Linked DNA regions of Macaca mulatta: region 1 is linked to region 2. Evidence: chromatin contacts called from public Hi-C data. All regions are on one chromosome and are shown on one strand. The core of a region is the stretch at or near the end of the contact, and the rest is flanking DNA. Distances in the headings are between cores, read along the strand shown.

Evidence for each region. A called contact is a pair of places that touch in the nucleus more often than the background predicts.
Region 1: a Hi-C map of CD4 T cells shows a contact between it and region 2, with 2.5 times the contacts expected there. The contact joins the promoter of CENPC here to the promoter of UBA6 in region 2. A contact is called at or near these places in 4 of 14 Hi-C or Micro-C datasets (CD4 T cells, blood, cortical neurons and 1 more).

What each region holds. Positions count from the first base shown.
Region 1 is chr5:65,937,929-65,941,347 of T2T-MMU8v2.0, reverse strand. It overlaps CENPC (centromere protein C), which reads right to left and starts at 1,866. Exons shown (of 19, transcript XM_001099283.5): 1 at 1,641-1,866; 2 at 504-550. The coding sequence starts at 1,658.
Region 2 is chr5:65,790,691-65,793,861 of T2T-MMU8v2.0, reverse strand. It overlaps UBA6 (ubiquitin like modifier activating enzyme 6), which reads right to left and starts at 1,815. Exons shown (of 33, transcript XM_015138616.3): 1 at 1,698-1,815. The coding sequence starts at 1,768.

The DNA of each region.
Region 1 (3,419 bases), core at 617-3,116, 150 kb before region 2:
TAAACAAGATGTTATTCAAATAACATCTTCACTTTTAAGAACATGCTTTTCATCCTATTACTAGTAAATATTTAACTAGAAAATTTACTTTTTACAGGTTTTACAACTAAAAGAAGGACCAAAACAACCCAAATAAGCATCCAACAAATAAATGCATGATAGCATGTATTATTTTTGTTTTTGCCCCACTGAATAAGCTACATCCTTCTAATTTTACCATTTGATTCATTCTACAAAATGCTTTTCCCATGGCAGTCACTTAGTCAGAACTGAGATTCCCTCTTCCTGTTTCCACTATTTTATCAGGTGAATTTCTTTTTTCACAGCCACAAAGTCATTGCACTGCTTGCATTAACATTCCGTTAGTATAAGATGACTACCCTTAATCAGTGGGCATAGAAATCATTATTTTAGTCACAGGTGATAGTTTTTCCTTTCTTCATTTAAAAATCTATTAACGATGAGAATAAAAATAATCTTAAAAGCTTAAGTATATAAATCACCTGGAAGGTCGACAAAATCTTCTTCTGTAGCCATTTTTGAGATGATCCTGAAAGAAAAGTAAATCATCCATTTGGTTTAAGATATAGCAGAATAAAATTTATTTTCAAAGTAACTTCATCCAGCATGGGCATGCTATACACCAAATATCTCCTAAGGGCTCAAAACAATTCTAAGGTTATGATAGGCATTTAAAAATTGAACGGCCGGCATCTGGTAAGCTTTATTCCGCTTCTCTCCCCACAGTGAGAATGGCTTTATTGCTTTTTTCTGATTATATATAATGTAAACAATATATGTGCTCATAGTAAAAAGTCTAGATTATATTATTCTTTCATACAACTCTTTATGTTTATATGTATAACGTCACACAATGGGAGATCATCGAAGCTGAAGAAGAGGAGATAAATTAGAAAAGAAATGATACGGGTTTGATATAGCAACCATAACCAAAGTATGAAATATAGAATAGTGAACACCAAAGAAGTCCAGAAATATGTAAACAAAATATGAGTTGCCGCCCCCATTAGTCATTTACAGCTTGTACCTTTTAACTAATAGCTGTCTTTAAGAACACTGTCGATAACTGATGCTCCATAAATCAGCCTCAAGAACTGCATATAAGGCCACCATTTTGACAGAAGAACTGAAAACGTCAAACTATTTCGGGACATACTTGTTACATAATCTGTTTCTCCCAACTAGCAAGTGTGACGCAAAGGCACATTTTTAAGGCGTTTCAATACTTCTACCATGGGGAGAAAAGTATTTGGAGGACTAGGAACTGGAGCTAGACTAAAAAGCAGACGCCAAGATCGCGCCACTGCACTCCAGCCTGGGGGATAGAGCAAGACTCCGTCTCGAAAAAACACCCCAACAGAAATCACAAGCACCTCTCAAGAGTAAGACGCAGGCACAGACGAAGACACGAAAACTTAAGAAATAATAAAAGTACAGTAAATTAACTCCGATTATCGATACACGATCACACTTGATTTCAAAAATTCCTCCGGCTTTCCCACTGAAATCCCTCATGGACCACAGCCCCAGCCTAGCCTTTCCTTCTCCCCCTCCTCGGGCGCCCGTGTCCCCAGCCAGCCGCTCAACCGCTTGCCTGGAGCGCGAGGGCCCGCACTTACCAGACCCGACGCAGCCATGTTCCGGCCCCGCTGAGCCAGCGCAGGGGTCTGAGGTGGAAGCCCACACGGAGCACAACTCCAGGAGGCCGAGCAAGAAATGAACCGCCAGACTACCAGGCGGCGGCCAAGCAACACCCCTAAGTCGAAGAGGACGGCCGGGAGCGCTGGGATCCGGAAGGCGCGCGCTAACAACACTTCCCCGCCATCAGCTCCGCCCTCAAAAAACAAGAACGCTCGGCGCCTGCATGGGTTTGAACCCAGCCGCACATGCGCAAAACGGGCTGCGCCGTCCAATAGGAAGCAAGCGGTTAGTGAGCTCGCCCCTTCTTGCTCTAAGCCAATGGCCCTCCCGCCCGCAGCTCCGCCCGCCCTATCTCTAGCTGCTCTGCTCTTCCCACCTCCCTTCCACAGCGCCGCGTCGGGGACAGGCGCGAGAGTGGGCCTTTATTTGGAAGGCGCGGTCCTGGGAACCGCTCCTTGTGCCCAATGTAAAACTTCTCAACAGTTCTATTAAAGAATAATAAGTAATACTTGGAAGGATGAGAGGTAGAAATTGAAGACTTTTTTTTTAACAGAATCTTTTTGAAGAGATTTTTCTAATGCAAATTCGTCAGCCACGCCCAACCCATCTAACCATCATCTCTGAAAATAATTGAATAATTATGTGTAATAATGGTGATGATGGCTTGTATTCTTTTTCAAGTATGTGGGTGATGTTTTTATGATGCATTGCCAACAAATGACCCACGTAAATAGCTATCATTTAAGTATGATGCACTGAAAAGAATTCTATACAGAATCCTGAAACCTGCCAGCCAATGACTAGCTGTGTTATGGGGAGAAAAATTTCGGCACCATTCTGGGTGTTTCCATAGTGATAGAATGGAAGTCTAACTTAGACGCTCTGAAGACTTCTCACCTGACCAGTGTATGATTCTATGAAGCTGTGTCTTATTTTATTATTTAATTTAAAATTACAAGAAAATTCTAATCAGAAAGTAGTTTACTCATTGAATAAATACATTAATCAGGAGTTGAGCTAATAGATTTTTAAAACATGTAGTGCTTTAATAAATGCTGTCACCTATGAAAGCCAATTTTTTATTTTATTTATTTTTTTTGATAGGAAAGAAAGAGGAACTATGAACTCTGACAGAAATTAGGCCTAGATTGCACTCCATTCCATTAATTCTGCCATTATGGGCAACTAAGTTATCTGTTCCTTAATTCTCTTGTCTGCAAAATGAGAATAATATTAAGTGGTTGAGATGTTGTAATTGAATAATTCCTGTTAAGATCTACACACAATGTTTGGAACAGAGTAAGAATTCAATAATAAAGCTATTGGAATCATTATGGAGACACTTTTACTATGTTTGGCAGTTTTGCCAATCAGTCCACATGATATATAATTTGGTACTATCACATTTGGAATAGATAGTAATAAACACTAACATTTATTGAGTGCATACTCTATGCCCAGTTCTGTAAATGCTTCGCATGCATTGAAGAGAACAATTAATATTCCTGTTTTATAAACAAGGGCACTGAAACACAGAGAGGTAAGTGTCTTGCCCAAGATCACATCACCACTAAATGGTAGGATGGGATATTATCCCAAGAATTCTGACTCCACAACTGAGCTCTTAATCACTACACTCTTTGCCTCTGGGTAAGAAATTTTAGCAAGCACACTTATAGATGTAAAGTCCCATATGTAAAATTATATCCTCCTGCTTCCACTGGAAACTAAGTCCCACAGAGGGTTTTGAGAAATTT
Region 2 (3,171 bases), core at 566-3,065:
CTAAAGAATTTGTAAACAAAGATAATTAAAATGTTATCATTTATCACACCAAACACTGACACATATCAAATGATACCAGCTTCTAGTTAATTAAATGGATAGCTATTAAAAAAACTGATTCCAATTACCAAGGCAAATCAGAAGATAGCTGTGTTCTAAGAGATCACCTATCTAATAAAAAACACACACACATACACAATATACTCTGTTTGGGCATTGTAACAAAATATTAAAATAAACAAAATTTGTTTCTTTTCTTTCTTTTGAGACAAGGTCTCTCTCTCTGTCACCCAGACTGGAGTGCAGTGGCACGATCTTGGCTCACTGCAGCCTCGACCTCTCCAGACTCAAGTGATCTTCCCATTTTAGCCTCCCGAGTAGCTGGGACTACAGGCGTGCACCACCACACCCAGCTAATTTTTTTGTATTTCGTAGAGACACAGTTTCGCCATGTTGCCCAGGCTAATCTAGGAACTCCTGAGCTCAAGCGACCCACCCGCTTTGACCTCCCCAAGTGCTGGGATTGCAAGCGTTTGAGTCACTGCACCCAGCCAACAAAATTTTTTATTATCTACTTTCCTATCACCTTATCCCTAGTACACTTTCACTTGCTGCTCTCCTTGCATGGCGGGGGCAATAGCCCTAGTGGGTAAATCTGAATAAAAACGAGAAGAGCTACATTCTAACTAGCTCTGCCGCTTAATGGCATTACTGGCACTATTAAGAAAGTTGTACCTCACTGGAATGTTTCAAGAATATGCAAAAATAATATAATCTATAAGACAATCAAAAACGCTTCGAATAAGGCGCGGGTTATATTACATAATATCCCTCAAGTCTGGCAGTGTCTGCAATGGCAGACAATACCATGAAACTGAAAGCATCCCTTCAGTCTGAAACTGGCGAAAAGGCTACAGGTTTACAAAGTGTCACATCAGCTGAAAATAATACATCCATCACTTCTATCTTTGACATGGTGTATTCTGACAGCGGTGGACAGAATATAACTACCTGCTTTATTAATTATGAGATGATCGAAAGAGGAACTACTAACCAAGAAACTGGTAAAGGCCTGGCACAAATATTTCCCCCCTAATTTTACAGGGGCGGGAAAGCCCTAAAGAATTTCAAAACCAAGTGGGAAATAAGAATGGGTAACTTGTGTATTTTTTTTTCCTGGCTTTTTTTTTTTTTTTCTTCCATAGTCAACAGAGGCCTCAGGGTGTCCAGATTGCTACTGATTCATTCTTACCAAGTTCCTTCTGGTAACAGTTTTCAAAAGAGGATCTCAGTGGAGGTGCACAGTGGCGCTCTTCGCTTTCTTTTTACGGAAAGGAGGAAAGGTGCTTGGCACCAGTCGAGGAAGCTCACGCCAAGTGACCGGGACCAGAACTCGCTCTCGGCCGGAGCCCCTCAAGTCTGGTGACTCGGAGGAAGGAGGATCCCGAATCCCAGCCAGAACTGAGAAAGCGCTCAAAGGTGCGGAAAGGGGACTTTTCCTCAGGAAAGCCGGGAACAGCAGAGGCCCTAGCCCACGTCGCCACACCCACTCCGCGCGCCCCTCTCCTCCCAGGGCCGGCTCTGCTCGGCCCCACGGCCTCTCTGGCGCCCCCAGCCCGCCGGAAAGAAAGAAGCAGAAACCTGGAGCCTGGGTCCCACCCGCGACCCCCTCACTTTCACCCGCCTCGTCCTCTCACCTGCCAGTCCCCCAGGAAGAACAGGATGCCTCTTCCCCCTGAGGGGCGGCCACAGGCTTGGATCCTTCCATTGCCGCCTGAGACACCGCCGCCGGCTACTGGGAGGTAGGAAGGAGGCGGGACCGCGGGGGTCAAGGGGCGGGCGGCGACGTCATCAGAGGGGCGGGCCTCGGGAAGCTAGGAGCCCGGCAGCGCCTTCCCGTCAACCCTAGGGGCGTCCTGGTTTCCGGTTTGGGTGTGGCCGCATGGAGTGCTGTGGTGCAGGTGGCCGAAGGGGGCGTTACTGTTGCGACTGGCATCCGCATTCGGCAGATGTAGATGGAACCAAAGTCCAGAAGTTACGCGTCACCCTTGCTCTACAGCCAAACATGCAGGACTCTAGTAACCCGCGAAATGATGGGATTGCGTTGCAGATCCTTAAAAGAGTCTTATAGTAAGAAGAGGAAACAGCTTTATTTTATAAATAAACTGAAGGCTGCTAATAGCTCCAGATTGTCAGTGAGGGGATTCCACTTAAAGATGTTATACATTTAATAAATAATTTTGGGAGTCCACTACATGTGAGGAACTGCCTCAGATTTAATAGAATCATGTGATTTTTAGTGCCATAGATGACGTTAGATCATCCAGTTTGGTCCCTCAAATTTGTGGGTAAGGGAAAGGAACTTCCGGTCAGTGCTAGTGACTTGGTCAAGGTCATAGAGCTGATAACTGTTAGATTACCAGAACACATGTCTAAGGAGTTCTCATATAATTCTTTTCATTTACTTCGTGTCACCTTTCTTAGAAAGCAACAATGAGTTGGACACAATAACATTAGGATTTGTCTTTCACTCTAACACTGTATATTTGAATAAACATCTGCAGGATTTTTAAAATTAGCATATACTTTGAGTATTATGTAATTTTCAGTGATGTATCATATTTTTAATTAGAAATTTTTCCTCCCTCATGTGGAGATGAGGGTCCAGGCAAAACTGTATTATCCTTTGTGCCCCTCTACTCTCTTCAAAATTGCACATCTTAAAATACTTGGAAGCTTTATGTTGCTCACCTATAGCATTATCTGTGTTCCTCAATCCGGTTGTGAACATTTTCCACATTAGAATTTACTTGATCTGTGTTGTGTTCTTTCAAGGCTCTGCTCTAGCACTAAGTTTATTCCCTGGCTTTTCTCTTTATTCTAAAGTTAATAAGTAAAATATATTTGGCTAGCCCATCCTACAGATACTGTCAGTTTCTTTGTTTCCCTCCCTCTGCTTTCCCTTCCATACAAATTTTCTTCCTATTTGTTGAATGCCTATTAAACATAAAGAACCTAATGACTAAACAATAAGCAGACAATAGAGATAACATTGCTCACCAGTTTTATCAGGTTCATCGTGGGAAGCCAAAAATAGAAAGTAAATGAAAAATTAATTTAAGAAAGTAACTTTTCTATGAAATAGAATGAGTGTTCCAATGAGCTGAACAG